2 separate regions of the Anas platyrhynchos genome follow, and region 1 is linked to region 2. Evidence: chromatin contacts called from public Hi-C data. All regions are on one chromosome and are shown on one strand. Each heading gives the region's core, a stretch centred on a gene start, on an enhancer-like site or on the middle of the called end of the contact. The rest is flanking DNA. Distances are from core to core; before and after follow the strand shown. Region 1 overlaps MED13L (mediator complex subunit 13L). Region 2 overlaps LOC119718601 (a long non-coding RNA gene).

The links. A called contact is a pair of places that touch in the nucleus more often than the background predicts.
Region 1: a Hi-C map of skeletal muscle shows a contact between it and region 2, with 4 times the contacts expected there. The contact joins two enhancer-like sites. A contact is called at or near these places in 2 of 8 Hi-C or Micro-C datasets (skeletal muscle and subcutaneous adipose tissue).

Annotation. Positions count from the first base shown.
Region 1 is chr16:6,015,832-6,021,162 of IASCAAS_PekinDuck_T2T, reverse strand. All of the region lies in intron 5 of MED13L (mediator complex subunit 13L), which reads right to left. Among named protein-coding and RNA genes, the nearest start is that of MED13L, 24 kb to the right of the region's middle. Within about 2 kb of position 1,997, at least 1 of the 8 cell types and tissues checked has an H3K27ac peak or open chromatin away from gene starts, as enhancers often do.
Region 2 is chr16:5,953,490-5,958,729 of IASCAAS_PekinDuck_T2T, reverse strand. It overlaps LOC119718601 (a long non-coding RNA gene), which reads right to left. Exons shown (of 5, transcript XR_011803839.1): 5 at 3,046-5,240. Among named protein-coding and RNA genes, the nearest start is that of MED13L, 38 kb to the left of the region's middle. Within about 2 kb of position 2,824, at least 1 of the 8 cell types and tissues checked has an H3K27ac peak or open chromatin away from gene starts, as enhancers often do.

The DNA of each region.
Region 1 (5,331 bases), core at 748-3,247, 63 kb before region 2:
AATTCAGTTTTGGAAAGTTAATTAAGCCACAAATGAGTCAGTGAGAAATAACACTGTCTGAGGTAGGAAGCAAGTCAGGATTTATCAAAACTAATCAAAAATCCCCAAACAAGCCAACAAAAAGAGCACTTAGACCTCTTAGATCTGTCATCTATGAAAACACAGGCATCACCTCACTGTGTAACAAGCAGAGAAAGCTCCTGACCCAAAAGTTAAACGTACTACAAGGCAAAATGGTCCGTTTTCAGTCGTCATCACCATTTTAGAGCACAGAAACCCCAGACCACACAACCCACTGAAGCCCTGGCAGGAAGCGACACACGCGGCCATTGGGAGCATTGCGTATGCACCTCACAGTGCCTGCGGAGGGAATCTAGCTCAGCACCATGTTTGAGGGGTGCTGTGGGGTTTGGTAGAGGAATGTGTCTTTATTAGCTGGTATCTCTTGGAAACTGCCAGCTGATGGCAGGAAATGCTGGGAGAGAGGAGCTTCAAATGCAAGCAGTAGCGGAACTTGGGCTGAGCAAGAAGGATGCCCCCCGTGTAAATACACGCTCTGTATAAACAAATCAAGAAGGACTGGGATGTGGGAAAACACTCGTGCATTTTAAAAACTGGCAGGATAATACTAAAACAAGCATGCTTCTAATCAGTGCAGTATTTTTTCATATTATTTGTGTTACCATGGCATCACCAAGTCCCAAATCCCACTGTGCTGGACTCTGCGGGAAAACAGCAGCGCACGGCTCATGCAGAGAACGCGAAGGGGGGAAGGAATACGGGGATCGAAAGAGTACAAAGCTGAGCTGGTCGGCCTCAGGACAAGAGCCAGGACAGACCTGCACCTAGCCAGAGCTACTCAGTTGCCTGCAGGCATCACACACACAAGATTAAGAAAGGGTTCAGGACAGCAATGCAGTTAAGTCCATGGACATCGACTAGTAACCTTACTCAAACACCACGAGCTAGAAAAAAACTAGGAAAACAATCAAAAGATGGTAGTTGGTAGTTCACTTTTGATGACAACAGCACCTATGGGAGTTAGGATTCACTTGGTACAAACAAAAAAAAAAAAAATCAAAGGCAGAACAGGGCTGACACCTTTGGAAGAAGTCCCAGTAATGCAGGAGATGTAAGAGCAAGGGAAGACAACGAGAGAAAGCAGGGGCACAACACGGTCCCAGCCACAGGATGGGACAGAAAACTGCAGCAGCGTTCTCGGTAAGAGCAGGGATGGTTTAGGCAAACAGACAAAAGGATGCTGCCACAGCTAAGGGGGTAGAAGTGAAGACAGGGTGGGGATTCCCTGCAGCAACCAAGGCAGAGCAGAGACAGAAGGTTGAGAGCTCTCAGCAGCAACCAGAAAGCTTTCCCCAACAAGCACAAGTGTTCGGCTGGTTACAAAGTATGCCATGCCTGTAACATTGATACCTCCGGGCATTTAAAGAGCAGTCTATCTACACATACACACACCCTTCACCAAGGAATAGCATTTCTGAATAATTAGAGATACAAAGAAAAGGGAAGAACATCCATAAAAATTCCTTTTTCACCTAGTGACCAACCCGATCCAGTTAACAGCCAGCAGCTATCTCACAGAATTTTCTTCCCTGAAGTTTAAAGATTTCAGTTTCTATAGATTTCTTCAAGATAATTGTATTGTAAAGAAGGAAAATAATAGAAGAAAGGTCTACGTATAGGATTAAAGAGTTCCTTCTTTAATCTCTCTCACATGAGGAGGTGCTCTCAGAAGCAGAAGGGAAAGAAAAAAACCCTTGGGATCAAAACGTTGTTGAGAACCGGGGTTCTGATGTCAATGCTGCACCAGTTATGTAGAAACATCCAGAAAGGTTTTTTCAGCTAGTGTTAGAGCAAGTGAAAGTTGTGTTTCCTAAAAAAAAAAAAAAAAAAAAAAATCCTAGATAAGCAGGTCAGCCGCATCACTGCAATGTGAGTATTTTCTGAGTTGTGCTAATGCTGACAGCAGCCCTCTCTGCAAAGGACTCATGCTGCTACAAGAAGCAGGACCTGGTCCTTGGGCAAGGTTTCCCAGCCCCGTGTGCACGCTCAGAACCTCACCAGAGGTCAAGAAATCTTCCCGCAAATATTTCCCACTGGCTAGCTCGGGACCCTTGGGCACGCCTTGTCCTGATCCGCAAATATAACTCCTCCTCATTTTCCTCGTGTGTTATTCAGAAGAGGTCGGTTACCCAACACATCGACTCCATCCCCAAGGGGGGGGCAGGCTGAAGGTAGCACCGCTCCGAAGGCCGCTCTGCCCCAACCTCTTTGGGAACCCACAGCTATTTTCTTTAAGTTCACACCTGGAGGGACACCGTTAAACTCCTGAATACTCTCCAACAGGACAAAAAAAGTCTACCCCTGGAGATTCTTCCAATTCCAAATAAATAATCTCCTGTGAGATTAAAGTGAGCAAGCTTTCTAATGTAGCTTTCCTACTTCTATCCTGTTACCCAATAAAACTCAGAAGAAAAAGTAACTGAAGAATCCAATACTGCTGGGAAATTTCAGAAGTTAATTCCATTTCTTAAAAATATATACATAAAGTCACACCTCCGTAAAATGTGAAACAAGCACGATACCTACCACGGAGAGAGGCAGCATCCTACCTGCCTTGCAGCCCCACGCTTATAACCAAGAGCTAATACGGGTTCATTTCCTACTGCTTATGGATTTGGTTGGGCAACCAACCATTTACAATGAAGTCTTTTACTGATAGTTATGCACCACCAAAGAGAACCAAGAGAACTTCTACAGCAATCTCTGCATTCCTGACCTTCGCTTTCAGATGCCACAAAAAACCTTTAAGCACAAATTTCAAACACCCTCTCGGATCCCCTTGGCCCCTTTCAGTTTCATTATGAAAACAGCCACAAGACCCACTGATCGTAGTCAGCTCCTGTCACTGCTGTTGAGCCAAATGCAGAACCCCCCCAGCAACCCTATAAGTTCGACTTGGAGCACCAACAGAAGCAAAGACCAAATCCCTGTTCTCCAGCCCTTTCTTGCAGCAGGTTTCTGTAAGAATGCATTTAAACAAGTGCTCCTGACCTCTTTGCTAGCAGATGCTATAAAGCGTTACATAAATCCGTATCACTTCCCAAGCACACCATCGTGTTCTCCAGGCTGAAGCCTCCCACAGCACCTAACCTTCCACCACACGAAAGCTGCTCCAGATTTTCGGTCACTCCTGACACCTTGCTGCCCGCTTTCTCCAGCTGCAGCACACAAGTTATTGTGCAACCTCAGCCCCATTTCAGAGAGCGACTCGTGCCTGTTGATCACTACAGCAGCCAAGCCGGACAGGTGAGGAAACGTCTCGGTACCTCATGCAAGCCTTTACCTTCATGTGATTAACCCTTATGCACAGGAAGAATCAAATTAATTTCAGTAAGGCTACCTCTGTGATTCAGGATTATTCAGAGGAGGATGGTATTAAAACTCCAAGCCCAGCATGTTACCTCGCAGCATTTTGTCTGGAGGTAGTTAATAGCCAACTCTTCATTAGGATTTAAATAAGAAAGTGTTAAGGGCCAGTTTATTAAGTAATGTTTTGACAAACAAACAGCCTTTTTTCCAAAACAGCAGCAGACATTTTGACTGCTGCCGAAACAGTTTGGATAAATATCATTTCTTCTCCTGCTGGGCTAGAAGTGCAGCCGCTGGTGTGTTTTAATGAGCCCATCTCTCCACGGAGCGCAGACAAGTTCTCATCCAAGGTGCACTCCGATGACAAATATCCAAAGCGACCCTTGCATCATCTTGCTCAAAGACGCTTGACGTTTACAGCAGAAGCCCAGATGTCTTTGTGCACGCTGCCCTGCCCGGCAGAGCACACACACACACACCACCCCGTTTTCTCGAAGGGCGCTGGATTCCTGCCTCAGCACAGAACAATGCACGGCGCAGGCTGCAGCCCTGCGCATCGCCGTGTCCAGGGGGACACCTCACGACACGCAGCTGCGCAAGCCCGAGAGCTCTTTCGTGGCTGGATGCTCAGAGCTGGGTTTGTCAGACTCACGTCAGGCTACGCCTTCCCCTCACGTGAAATACTGTAAGCTACAAACCTGCGCACGTTCTGGACATCACCAATAAAGCAGAATCGGTTACTAGAAAGCTTTAGGTAATGTTTTTCATACAAACGTAAAATACTTTCAGAAATTATTTCCCCTGAAGAGACTCAAATAAAAAGCAGTGTCTGTCATCTCTCTAAGCTGCCTGCAGCTGACAGAAAAATAAGCTACAATTCCCGAACTGCCAAAGCAACCCAAATCCACGACAGCGACCAGCACAGACTCGCAGCAGAGCCTGGGCTGCTCTGGGCAGGGAAGACACCGCTCCTCAGAAACCAGTGCTCGTGGGATGAAGTGTGCCTCAACACCAGCACGCAGACATCCCATTTCTGAGCTGCAGCTCTCCAGGCGAGAGCATTCCTTCTCGATTCCAGCCCAAAACAAAGCGGGAGATAAACAATGACCTCTAGCAGCCGGCGCCTACCAGCAGGACGGGTTTCAGACAGTCTCACAACACACCTAAAGAAGGGTGATTTCCCATCCCCGGCTGGCAGGGTTGTGCACCCTCTTCTGCTGCTGCACTGTAAAAGTAAATGATTGGCAAAAGCTTCTCTAATTAGTAATCCAGACTACTGTAGCTTTAACACTTCATAAATTTTTAAAAGAATATGACAATCTGAGGTGAAAAGGTCAACTGCTGTCAGCTACAGGTTCCCAGTCAGTATTTCCTTTCCCAGTACCCCGCACTGGTACGTAAACCCCGACAAACAGTGATGTAACTGAAAGTAACTCACACTAACAGTCACCATGTGTTTGTATATATGCATGTATATACATTAAAGATACTATTTAACTGGATACTTTTTGCACATAGGGCCAGGAAACAATAAAAGCATTGCAGTTGGATGCACAGCACCACACACCAGGTATGGAGAGCTCCCACAAAGTCACACAGGAGATTAAAGGGTGGCACATTAAACTCATTATCATTAGTAAGCCCACTCGCAAAAGAATTCAGCTGGATTTATTTTGACAGTGTTACGCACCCGTGTAAAGATTTCACATTTCCCTAGTAGGGTGAAAAAACAAAGCAGACAGACCAAACCACAGCGACTATGAAATAACTCCACATTCTAACGCGCGCTAATTGCACACCGCCAATTAACGTTGGCGGTGACAGATCTGCAGTTTGCAGCTACGTGAAGTTATGCTCCTCAGAAACACGCTAATCGATTTTCCGTGAATAAACGGGGACCTCACAACTCTACACATAAAGGATAAACATTCACTACCTCGC
Region 2 (5,240 bases), core at 1,575-4,074:
GTCACCTGCTGTTCCTCCCAGCCCACCAGTGGCAAGCATGGCCGCGGCACTGGACACCCGCTGCCCAATATGTCTGGACACCTGGGGCAGCGCCGCGTTCACCATGCCGTGCTGCCACCAGTTCTGCTATCCGTGCATCTGGCGGTGGCAGACAGCAAGCCCGAGTGCCCCCTCTGCAAGAGGAGAATTACATCTCTAGTGCACTCGGTGCAGGCTGATGATCAGTTCGAGGAGCTCGTCATCAGCCCATCGGCAGTGGCATCTGCCAACAGGCCGCCTGTCTGGGCTCCCATCACCTTCGCTGGCGGCCTCCCCGCGGACACCTGGGGACAACTCTTCCGGAAGCACCCTGCTCTCCTCCAGCCCCTGCTCTCCTGGGTGCGCCGGGAGCTGGGGCGCGTCTTCGGGGCACAGCGTTTGGAGGCGCTCATCTTGGAGAACGCCGTCATGGAGAGCCTGCGCCTCTTTGGCCTTGAGGAAGACCTCCTAGTCCAGCTGATGGAGCTCGACCTCGGCCACCACGCGGCGACATTTGTCAGTCAGCTCCTGGAAGTCGCCGCGCAACGGTGCAGCAGGGAGGCCCACCGCCTGCTGCGACTGAACGCTCCACCTGCAGCCCAGCAGCGGGAGGTCAGCCCCGCACCCGGACCATCCGGACACGGAGGGGTGGCTCCTCCACCCGTTCCAGGCCCCTCTCCACAGCCCGCCAGCTCCAGCGGGGATGAGGTGCCTGCAAGTTCCAGGGACAGCCTGCGAGGGACTCCCAGCCACCCTCACTCCATCTCTGCTGCGGTCCCCATGGAACAGGCAGCGCCTCCAGAGGAGCCATAGGAGGCTGCACCAGGTCCCTCCAGCGCCAGGCGGGGCACGGGGTGCCAACCTGGGGGGCCCCGGCGAGTCCCCAAGAGGAAGAACAGCTCCTCCCAGGGTCCTTCGCCACCCAAGAAGAGGCCACCCCGCCGGCAGTAGAGGACCTGCGGAGACCAGGGCCGGACAGCAGCTCGGGGACACGCCGGCCCTAAAGGACCCAAATGTCACCAGGGTCCTATTCCACCACACAGAGTACAAATAAAATCATAAAATCACAGAAAACGTGTCAGTGTTGCAAACAGCACAGTGGTCATTGTCATCCCCACCCCTGCTGCTTGCTCCTCCCTTTCCTGATGCCGTGACCACTCTTAGTACAAACTTGCCTAATTTTCCTTAGCTTCCACTTATGTCTTCAACCCGAACTTGAGTATTTTCCCCTCTCACCTTGCTTGACATGGTCTTTACACTGAGTGCTTCTTTGGTAAATAATATACATTCTACAAGAAGAGAAAAGAGATTTTTTCTTAAAGGTACCTATCTTCCTAATGGGGAAAGGCTGAGAGACCTGGGTCTGTTCAGCCTGGAGTTTAAAAGAAGACCAAGGGGGGATCTCATCAATGTGTATAAATTGCTGAGGTATGGGAGACAGAGGGATTTGGCCAACCTCTTTTCAGTGGTTTGCGGGGACAGGACAAGGAGTAATGGTCACAAGATAGAGCCCGGGAAGTTCCGCACCAACATGCAAAAGAACTTCTTCACGGTGAGGGTGATGGAGCACTGGGACAGGCTGCCCAGGGAGGTTGTGGAGTCTCCTTCTCTGGAGATATTCAAGGCCCATCTGGACACCTACCTGGGCAACCTGCTGTAAGGAACCTGCTTTGTCAGGGGGGTTGGACCCAATGATCTTTTGAGGTCCCTTCCAACCCCTTCAATTCTGTGATTCTGTGATTCTGTGATATGTACACAAAACAACTCTCTTTTCTATTTCCTCTGTTTCTCTTTCTGTCTTTCTCACTCTTGTACCCACAGCTACTATGCTAAGACCAAAGATGGAAAAGCCACAGTTAACTCCCCAGCAGATAACAGTAACAGCATTTCATGTATATTAATGAAGATTCATTAAACATCTTTCACTGTGACTGAGCAAAACAGTGTTTGAAACCCATAAGTTATTTAGAGAGACAGAGAGCAATATAGAAATAAACACAACAACAATCTGAACAAGCCAAGGGCAACAGAGAGATTTTTCACTTCCTTTCTGCTAGCATCTGTAATGGAGAGAATGTATCAGAAGTCTCATCAGGTTCTACATGCTGACTGTGAATAGGATACTCTTGAGTACTTTTTTATCGTTTAATTGTCTTCAGTGTTATTGTTGCTAATACCCACTTAGAAGCATGGAATTAAAATGTTTTTTCTGTTACCACTATCATATTTTTCTGTTTGCCAGACTGATTATTTAGTCTTCATTTCTAATGGGACTTGAAAGGAATATGATGTGCAATTTGTTTGTGCACAAGCTTTTTCCTCAGTGTCTCAATTGAGCGTTGCCCAAGGTGGTTTAGTAGTTAACTTTCACTCCCTCTGCTGGCTCTCAGGCATCAGAGCAGAAGATATTGTTTTGTTTAGGTCCTACAAAAACAAAATGTGTTTACTATTGATTTTATATAAATATAATGGTAGCATTTGAAGGAAATTCCTGACACATTAAAACAGATGTGCATATACACTGTGTTCATGTATTTTGCAAGTTCTTTGAATCTTTTGGTCTCCCTGGGCCTTACAATTCACTCTTTGGTTGTCCTAAACAGCCATACGGACAGCCAAAGTCTCGCAGCCCAACAGTCAACCTTTAACACAGAATCAAGTAGTACAACATCCCGAGTTGGAAGGTACCCACAAAGATCACTGAGTCCTACTCAATAATCCACAAAGCTCCACAAAGAACCACCCAAAAAGCAGACCATGTGTATCTGAGCACTGTCCATACACTCCTTGAACCCAAGCAGGCTCGGTGCCATGAGTACATCCCTGGGGAGCCTGTTCCAGTGCCTGACCATCCTCTCGGTGCAGAACCTTTTCCTAACACCCAGCCTAATCCTCCTGTCCAGCTCCATGCCATTCCCTTGGGTCCTGTCAGTGTCGCCACAGAGCAGAGCTCAGAGCCTGCCCCTCTCATTCCCTCATGAGGAGGCTGCAGGCCGCCATGAGGCCTCCCCTCAGCCGCCTTTTCCCCCATCTGAGCAAACCAAGGAACTTCAGCCACTCCTTGTGCATCTTGTCCTCCAGATCCTTCACCACCTTCGTGACCATCCCTTGGGCACTAATTGTTTTATGCTCTTCTTATATTGTGGCACCAAAACTGCAGAGTGCTCAAGGTGAGGCTGTCCCAGGCAGAGCAGGGTGGGACAATCCCTTCCCTCGACCAGCTGGCAGTGCTGTACCTGAGGACCCCATGACACAGTTAGCCCTTTTGGCAGCCAAGGCACGCTGCTGACTGCTTTTCAACTTCCCATCAGCCAAAACCCCCAGATCCATGAGCCAGCAATGGGCCCTTGTGGCCGAGAAGGCTGACGGTAGCCTGGGGTGCAGTGGGAAGAGGGCTGCCAGTGGGGCCAGGGAGGGGATCCTGCCCCTCTGCTCAGCCCTGGGGAGGCCGCACCTGGAGCGCTGCGTCCAGTTCTGGGCTCCCCAGCACCATGGACATGGAGCTGCTGGAGTGAGTCCAGCTGAGATAAGGGGACTGCAGCATCTGTCCTGCGAGGGGAGGCTGGGAGAGCTGGGCCTGCTCAGCTTGGAGGATAGAAGACCGAGAGGGGATCTCATCAATATGTACAAGTATCACAAGGGAAGGTGTCAAGAGGCTGGAGCCAGACTCCTTTTGGTGGTGCCGAGTAACAAGACAAGAGGCAATGACCACAAACAGAGACGCAGGAAGTTCCAGCTGAATATGAGAGGGCATTTGGTTACCGTGACGGTAACAGAGCACTGGAACTGGCTGCATTATATCCATTCTCTGCACATTCCTCCTGACGTTACGTATCAGTGCCGTTTGGAACAATCTGAGAGATTTACTCCCCAGATAGCTCAAGTAGGAAACAGGGCCTACAGCGCTTTTATGCACTGCAAGTGGAAATCTTTGCTGCAGAAATCTCTCTGTATCAGGTGTCAGAGCAGACAAAAGAGCCTTTGCTTCTTTTCAAACACTGACTCAGATTCTGACATTCTCGACTTCTCTAGCAAATCACAGTAGTCCTCACTACACTACTCCGGATTTTACCTGCAGGATGTAAAACGAGCACCAAACAATGCTGAGGGGGTGCTATTTGGTAAAAAGTCATGGAAAAGTCTTGCCTGCCAACCATACCTGAACAAAGATTTCCTACAGCTCAGCACAGGGTCCCAATTCATTTGACTTTCTTCACACATCGGATTTCAAATTGTCCAACACAGTTTTCATAAGAATAACTTGCAAACATTCACTGGATAATTCCTCATCTGCTGGCAAGTCTCGCTGGATACTTCATACATACAGTTCAGGCTGGGCTCCTTCCTCACACGGATCAGATATTTTCCCATTCTTCTTCTGGCAGCAGTCATTCGAAGTAATGCGCAGACCTCGTAAACGCCCACCTACAGAGAGCTGCGTTTCATACTTATCTCCCTTTCCCAGCTCGTGGGTAAGAAGCAGACCACTTGTTGATCTCAAAGAGGAATTTTAACTATTAATTAAAGCTATTAAAAAACAGTCGTTGAAAGGGGCCGCACCAATGTGAAATACTATTATGTGCCATAGGCTGAAAGAGGAAACAAATCCAGGCAATTACAAAAACTAGACACAGAAGACACTACCTAGTCCATAATCCTCATCAGGGCAGCAATTACGCTATTCCACGAATGTCATTCAGTCTTAGTCAGTGACTGTACCTCTGTCATATTTCTTAGAAATGGGCTCCTCTGTACGCTGACTCATCCTCAAGAACAAATTTCATCATCTCATTTCACCTCTACAAGTTACGCTCTTTTGTATCATCTTTAATGGTTCTTCCCTAGGGCTTTATGCTGCATGTTCTGGGGTTCGTTTTGCACAGCATGTGAGACCTTCTGAAACATGTTAGGTTATCAGGCCATTTCCCTCTTAAATTTCTCTTCCAAGATGTACATAAAAAACTCTTCTGATTTGCTTTCACGAATCAAATGTCCAGGAGGACAAGGAGGAGATCAGTAAGGAAATCGGTGACACCCACCATGGCTGCACTGAGGGCAGACTGTGCCTTAAAAATTTGGTGGTCTTCTACGATGGGGTTTCTGCACTGGCGGATAGAGGAAGAGCAATTGACATCATCTGCCTGGACTTGTGCAATGTATCTGATGCTGTCCTCCAGGCTATCCATGTATCTAAACTGGAGAAACAGATTTCATGGATGGAC